Regions from separate parts of the Mus musculus genome. Here region 1 is linked to region 2. A link is a contact called in public promoter capture Hi-C data. All regions are on one chromosome and are shown on one strand. The core of a region is the stretch at or near the end of the contact, and the rest is flanking DNA. Distances in the headings are between cores, read along the strand shown. Region 1 holds the start of Ssc4d (scavenger receptor cysteine rich family, 4 domains). Region 2 has its middle 17 kb from the start of Srrm3.

Region 1 (2,891 bases), core at 320-2,819, 170 kb after region 2:
TAAGAAGGATGGCAGCTACCAGCCAATCTTTTCTGGTGGGGATAGTTTCCTGGGCCTTCCCAGGGCTCCCAGGCCACCCACTTCTAAGGGTCCCCCCGCCCCCGGCCAGTTCCCTTCCCTCCCTGAGCGGTGGCTATTCTCCAAGGCCCCTGCCAGAAAGCTTCACCAGTAACTATGGTATTTGCTTCCGCGGCCTAGGAGCTGGAGAGAAAGCCACTCTCCCCTGTGGGACTCACACCCCAGACAGCTAGCTGGACTCTTTTCACCATGCTCAGGGAATAAGGCCTCAGCCCCACAGCCTTCAGCGCGTATACTTCATTCCTGTCCTATTCTCAGGGACAGCAATAGAGGTTGCTTCATCCCTGTCCTAAATGGCCATGGCTTGTTTGTTTGTTTTTTTTTTGAGAGATGGTTTCAAACTCTTAAGTAGCCAAAGACGACCTTGAACTCAGATCGACCCTTCCGTTTCCACCCCTGAATGCTAGGATTAAAGGCACTTGCCACGTCACATCTGTCTTGCAGGGGTCTTTTTAAAAATGTGTTTTCTTGTTTTATGAGTACGGGTGTCTTGCCTGCAGGTGTATATAGGCAGCATATATGTACCTGGTGTCTCGGGAGGCCAGAAGAGGTCACTGGACTAGAGTTATAGAGCTCTGTAAGTCGCCATTTGATTGCTGGGAATCAGACCCTGGTCCTCTGAAAGAGCAGTAGGTGTTCTTAACTTCTGATCCAGGGTTCTTGAATGTTCTCAGAATTCCTTTTAGCCCCGGTGGGGCAGGTGATTAGGAGCTGTGAAGCCTTTGTTCTTATTGGCAAAAGGGTCCCATATTCTTTCCCTTATACTTGTTGCCATATTAAATGGGTAATGTTTATAAAAGGTTTCCCCAGTGTCTGGCCCGCTCTAATGTGCTTAGCTATTGCTATGACTGCCCCCGTCTGACCTCCAAGACAAGAGCCAGATCTCATTCAATAGTTGTACGTGGCATATGATGTTCAGAAAATGTTTGTTGATGGGCTGAGTGAAATTGTGGCTATGAAGTCATAGAATGAAACAGAGGGGTCTCAGGAAGTAGTCAATGAGTTGGCTCAGCAGGTAAAGGTGACTGCTGCCAAGTCTGATGACCTAAGTTCAATTCCTGGGACCCAAATGTCAGAAGGCAAAACACTCTTGCAAGTTGCCCTGTGACTGTCACTTGTGCATGCCTGCACACACATAAATAAATAAATGCAATATTAAGAATTTTTTTTTTTTTAAAGAAAGGGCTCTGGAGGTTTTCAAAGGAAATTGTTATTACACAGAGAGAACACACACACACACACACACACACACACACACACAACTGAAGCATTCATACCTGTAGGGATGTTCTGGGTTCTTTCCCTCCAGATAATCCAAGTTTCAATCACTGCCTCTGCTCCAGGGACTTTAGGAGGGGGAAGGGCCCCCGAGATACAGATCAGCACAGACTTTTCTTCTTTTCTTTCCGTAGCTAGAAGGAGAGAAGAGGCAGTGTCCTTGGCCATGGAGCTGCCGGTGGCCCCAGCCTGTCCCCACCTGACCTTGGGGGCAGAGAGGCTAAGGGACAGTGGAAGTGGTCCGCAGTGTGGTGAGCAGCCCCGGAGGAAGGGCACCGAGGAAGAGGAGGAGCTAGGAGGCCAGGTGCCCCTCCTCCTGCCATCTCTCCCCCTCTGGGCTCAGGTTGCAGAGAAGCCCGAGTGGTTCCTCACCCCTGTGCAGGACAGCCGAGCATCAGACACTGGTGATGGAGAAGCAGCCTGGGTTACAGTGCGAGATCAAGGTTATCCCCAGCTACCTAGTGAGACCCTCTCGCAGCATAAAGAGGTGAAGGTGGGGGAGGGGGGAATTATCAGGATCGGCATAAGTCAGGTGGCTCAGAGGGTGAAGTTGATGGCTGCGCAGGCCTGGCAAATTCAGTTCAACCCCCAGACTCCACAGAATATCGAAAATCCAGGCTTGGTGCAGCACTCCTTTAATCCCAGCACTTGAGAGGCAGAGGCAGGGGCTGGTGAGATGGCTCAGGGGTTAAGAGCACGGGCTGCTCTCCCAAAGGTCCTGAGTTCAAATCCCAGCAACCACATGGTGGCTCACAACCATCCGTAACAAGATTGGATGCCTCTTCTGGAGTGTCTAAGACAGCTACAGTGTACTGACATATAATAAATAAATAAATATTAAAAAAAAAAGAGAGAGGCAGAGGCAAGTGGATCTTTTGTGAGTTTGAGGCCAGCCTGATCTACATAGTGAATGCCAGGACAGCCAAGGCTATATAGAGACTCTGTCTCAAAAACAAAACAAAACAAAAATAAAACACCAAGAAGAACAAAATCTTGTTAGAATTAAAACTTTCCCCCAGTTGTGAGTGTTTTGCTTGCATATATGCCTGTGTATCGCATTCAGGCCTCATGCCTTTGGAGGTGAGAGGAGGGCGTTGGCGCTCCTGAGTCTGACTGCAGACAGTTGTGAGCTGCCCTGTACGCACTAGGAATAGAACCTGGGTCCTCTGCAATAGCAACAATTTCTCTAACCACTGAGCCATCTCTCTAACCCTCCCTGTATATTTTATTTATGTATATGTACATGCATAAGTTTATGTGTGTCTTGTCTGCTGAGACTGGAGTTACAAATGGTTGTGAGATGCCCTGTGGGTGCTGGGAACCAGACTAAGGTCTTCTAGGATCATCAAACCTTCTAACTACTGACTCCTTTCTCTGTGTAGCCCTGGCTGTCCTGGAACTCACTCGGTAGACCAGGCTAGCCTCAAACACAGATCCACCTGCCTCTGCCTCCAAGTGCTGGGATTAGAGGTGCATGCTACCCGCTGCCACCACCACTACCCAGATATTTTTCTTTAAAGGGTTATTAATGTGTA
Region 2 (3,154 bases), core at 413-2,912:
GAAAGAACCAACCCTGCTAAGTCCTTGGTGTTAGACACGTTGGCTCCAGAACCAATATAGCATTATTTATTTGTTTTATTTGTTGTTTTGTTTTTGTTTTAGTTTTAGCACTGAGGACTGAACCCAGGGCCTCACGCACACTAGGCAAGCGCCCAATCTTTGAGCTAAGCTCAGCTTTCTTTTTTTTTTTAAGGCGGAAGAATTTTTACTAAGGGTCTTACTCTGTACCCCTGGCTGTCTTATAACTCACTACATAGACAATGCTGGCCTTGAACTTATAGATATCCTCCTGCCTCTGCTTCCTGAGTGCTAGGATCAAATGTGCATACCAGTGCATACCACCATGCACAGCATCAGCTTTCTTTTTTAACAAAGGTTTATTATTATTATTATTGTTGTTGTTATTATTATTATTTTAAATTTACATGCGTGCATCTCTGTGAGTGCAGTACCCACAGAGGCCAGAAGAGGGCATCAGATTCCCCCGGAGCTGGAGTTACAGGCAGTTGTGAGCCATCCGGGTTGGTGCTCAGGAATAAACTCTGATCCTTAGAAGACTAGCAAGTGCTCTTAATGGCTGAGCCATCTCTCCAGCTCCAGATGGGCTTCTTTTAACTCTCATCACAACTATCCAAACTCCACTCTCCGGGCAAGGGACTCCATGCCTGAGAGACAGTTCAGACTCACATGGCAGGTAAGGGGAGCTGAAATTTGAACCCAAGGCTCTCTTACTGTGGGGCGTCCTCTACTTCTGACAAGGTGCCCTGTAGCTTTGGGAAGTTCAAGGTCATGTGCTAGACATCTTGGGAATTTCCCAGTTCCCCGGTCACCACTCACCCCTTGAACTTGAGTGAGCCTTGAACACAAAACCTTCACATTTTGGGGGTTGTTGGTTCAACCAAGTTCTCATGTCTTGTGTGTGTGTGTGTGTGTGTGTGTGTGTGTGTGTGTGTGTTTCACTGTGCTCCTTGCTGGGGCTCAGGATCTTAGTGACCCTTGATAGGGGGACAGAAAGGGGCTGTCCCCAGATCAAGGCCTGAACAGGGAAAACCAGCCACTCCTGGAGTAGCTGGTGAGCCCCAGGTGGTCACACTCCTATCTTGGAGACTGGGGACAAGATGTTGCATCTCTACTCCATGTTTGTGTGTATGTATGTCCATCTTGTGTGTGTGTGTGTGTCTGTCTGTGTCTGTATGTGTGTGCCTGTGTATGTCTGCCTGTCTGTGTGTCTGGGTAACTATCTGTGTTAGGCCACCGGTGGGCTATCAAATCACACCTTCTTCCGTCTATTTGAGTAATTTCTGCTCTTCCCTGCTCTAGCGACCCTTGAGGGTGGTTTGTCTCGGTCCCCAACCCCAGCAGGCACAGCTCTGTCTCAGAACCAACCAAGTCTCTTCTCTCAACTCTTGGCCCCTCTCCACTTCCCTGGGGAGACCATAGCTGCCCTGGTCCCCATTTAGTTTCAACAGATCTTCTTCAGATTACCCTGTGCCCTGACCTCGGCCCCATCACGACGTCCAGCCCCTCCCCTCTCAACCAGCCAGCCCTGTTACAAACCCACCTGCTACCTAAAAATAGCTTCTTTCCTCTGGCTCCCTCCCTCCCCGACTCCTGCTGGTTTTAATATGCTCCCAGCCGGGCGGGGAGCTGAGCTGTGCACCAGGCAGTCCCAGGATGGTAATTAGGTTAACTGTGCTCTAGCTTCAGCCAGAGGGAGGCTGCCTGGCTGGGCCCAGGCAGGGGGATTGCCCTTGTTCTTTTCTCAGGCTTGGGGGTGGAGAGAGATTCTCTGTGTGTGCTGAGTGATACTTGTGAGTGTAGTCTGTGTGTATCTCTCTGTGTGTGTGTGATATGTGGTATGTGTGTGTGTGTATGGTATGAAGTATGCATGTGATGCCTGTGTGTATATATGTGCAGTTGTTTAGCACTATAACAAAATATCTGAGGGAATTAACTTACAAAGAAAAGAGGCTCAGTTGGTAGCGCTTGCCTAGAATTCACGAAGCCCCCCGGCTTATAGCCCCAGCAGAGGGTAAAACCAGGCATGGTGGGTGGTGGTCCACAGCTATAACTCCTGCACTGGCGAATCAGAAGTAGGCGCATCAGGGTCTCTCCACACCACGGCTGCTGCCCATGTAGAGTAAACTCTAGATGTCCTTGTCTGGCTTTTCCACCCCGCTAGCTATCCCACCATGTGAGGGAGGCCCCTAAGGAGTGTCACTCACCCCGAGAAAGAAACTTGAGGGTTATCAGCATCAACGTGGGTGGGGGCTGAGGCATCAACTCTGTTGGGCAAGCATTTGCTGCATAAGCTTAGTGACCTGAGTTCAGATCCTCGGAAAGGCTAAGGGCCAGTCCTGGTGACACTCGCCTAACCTAGCACTGAGGAAGTGGAGCCAGGATGACCCCCGTGTGAGCTCCAACCAAGTTCAGCATCAGCTCTTGCCTTGTAAACAATGTAGAAGAGAGATGGCACCGCAAAATGCTCTCCTGGAGGACCAGAGTTTAGATCCTGGCACCCACGCTGGACAGCACAATTGCCTGTGACTGCCATCTATACTCGTGTGTGTGTGTGTGTGTGTGTGTGTGTGTGTGTGTGTGTATGGGAGCGGGAAACTACAGCTCAGGTTTGCCTCTGATTCATGGCGCTCTTCCTCCTCCTGAGTGTTGGGCTTTAGTGTGAATGGCCACACTCCGAATTCCTGCGGAGAGCGAAGAGCATTGCTTCCTCTCTCTGAGCATCTATTCTGCGTCAGTAACATGGAGGCGCATCCCATGTAACAAGGATGGGCAAAGTATACAACGTTCGATAGAAACTTAACAGGAGGAGCTGGGCTGGCAAGCTGGCTCATGTGGGGTGGGGGTAGGGGGACGGTTGCCACTGAACCTGACCACTTGACAAGCTGGAAGGAAAGAACTCAATTCCACAGGCTGTCCTGGCTTCCACACGCATACACACAATCAATCAATCAATCTAATAAAAGAAAACAATAAAAAAGAGACTGTCTTTAAGATATCTTTCACGTGGTGGCAAAGTGTTTCGGCAGTCCGCTGTGGGGATGAGCACTGCGCATGCGTGTGGGTGCCCATTGCATGTAGAGCTGGCCTATCATGTATGAAGGGGGCTACGAGGATGTGGTACGGTGCTGAGCCT

What was found. Promoter capture Hi-C pulls out the DNA fragments that hold promoters and counts their contacts.
Region 1: a promoter capture Hi-C map of stem cell-derived epiblast-like cells shows a contact between it and region 2, with 4 times the contacts expected there. The contact joins the promoter of Ssc4d here to the enhancer-like site in region 2. A contact is called at or near these places in 5 of 39 promoter capture datasets (the 3T3-L1 cell line, hippocampal neurons, liver and 1 more), 12 of 484 Hi-C or Micro-C datasets (the Ba/F3 cell line, the N1E-115 cell line, embryonic stem cells and 2 more), 3 of 115 datasets of contacts at active chromatin or transcription factors (embryonic midbrain, embryonic stem cells and microglia) and 2 of 9 other capture datasets (liver and pancreatic islet).

Annotation. Positions count from the first base shown.
Region 1 is chr5:135,972,907-135,975,797 of GRCm38.p6, forward strand. Ssc4d (scavenger receptor cysteine rich family, 4 domains) reads right to left here and starts at 1,570. Exons shown (of 11, transcript NM_001160366.1): 1 at 1,356-1,570.
Region 2 is chr5:135,799,484-135,802,637 of GRCm38.p6, forward strand. No RefSeq gene overlaps it. Among named protein-coding and RNA genes, the nearest start is that of Srrm3, 17 kb to the right of the region's middle. Within about 2 kb of position 1,663, at least 21 of the 459 cell types and tissues checked have an H3K27ac peak or open chromatin away from gene starts, as enhancers often do. A contact at or near this core is called in the N1E-115 cell line, rod photoreceptor and stem cell-derived epiblast-like cells, where this site is marked.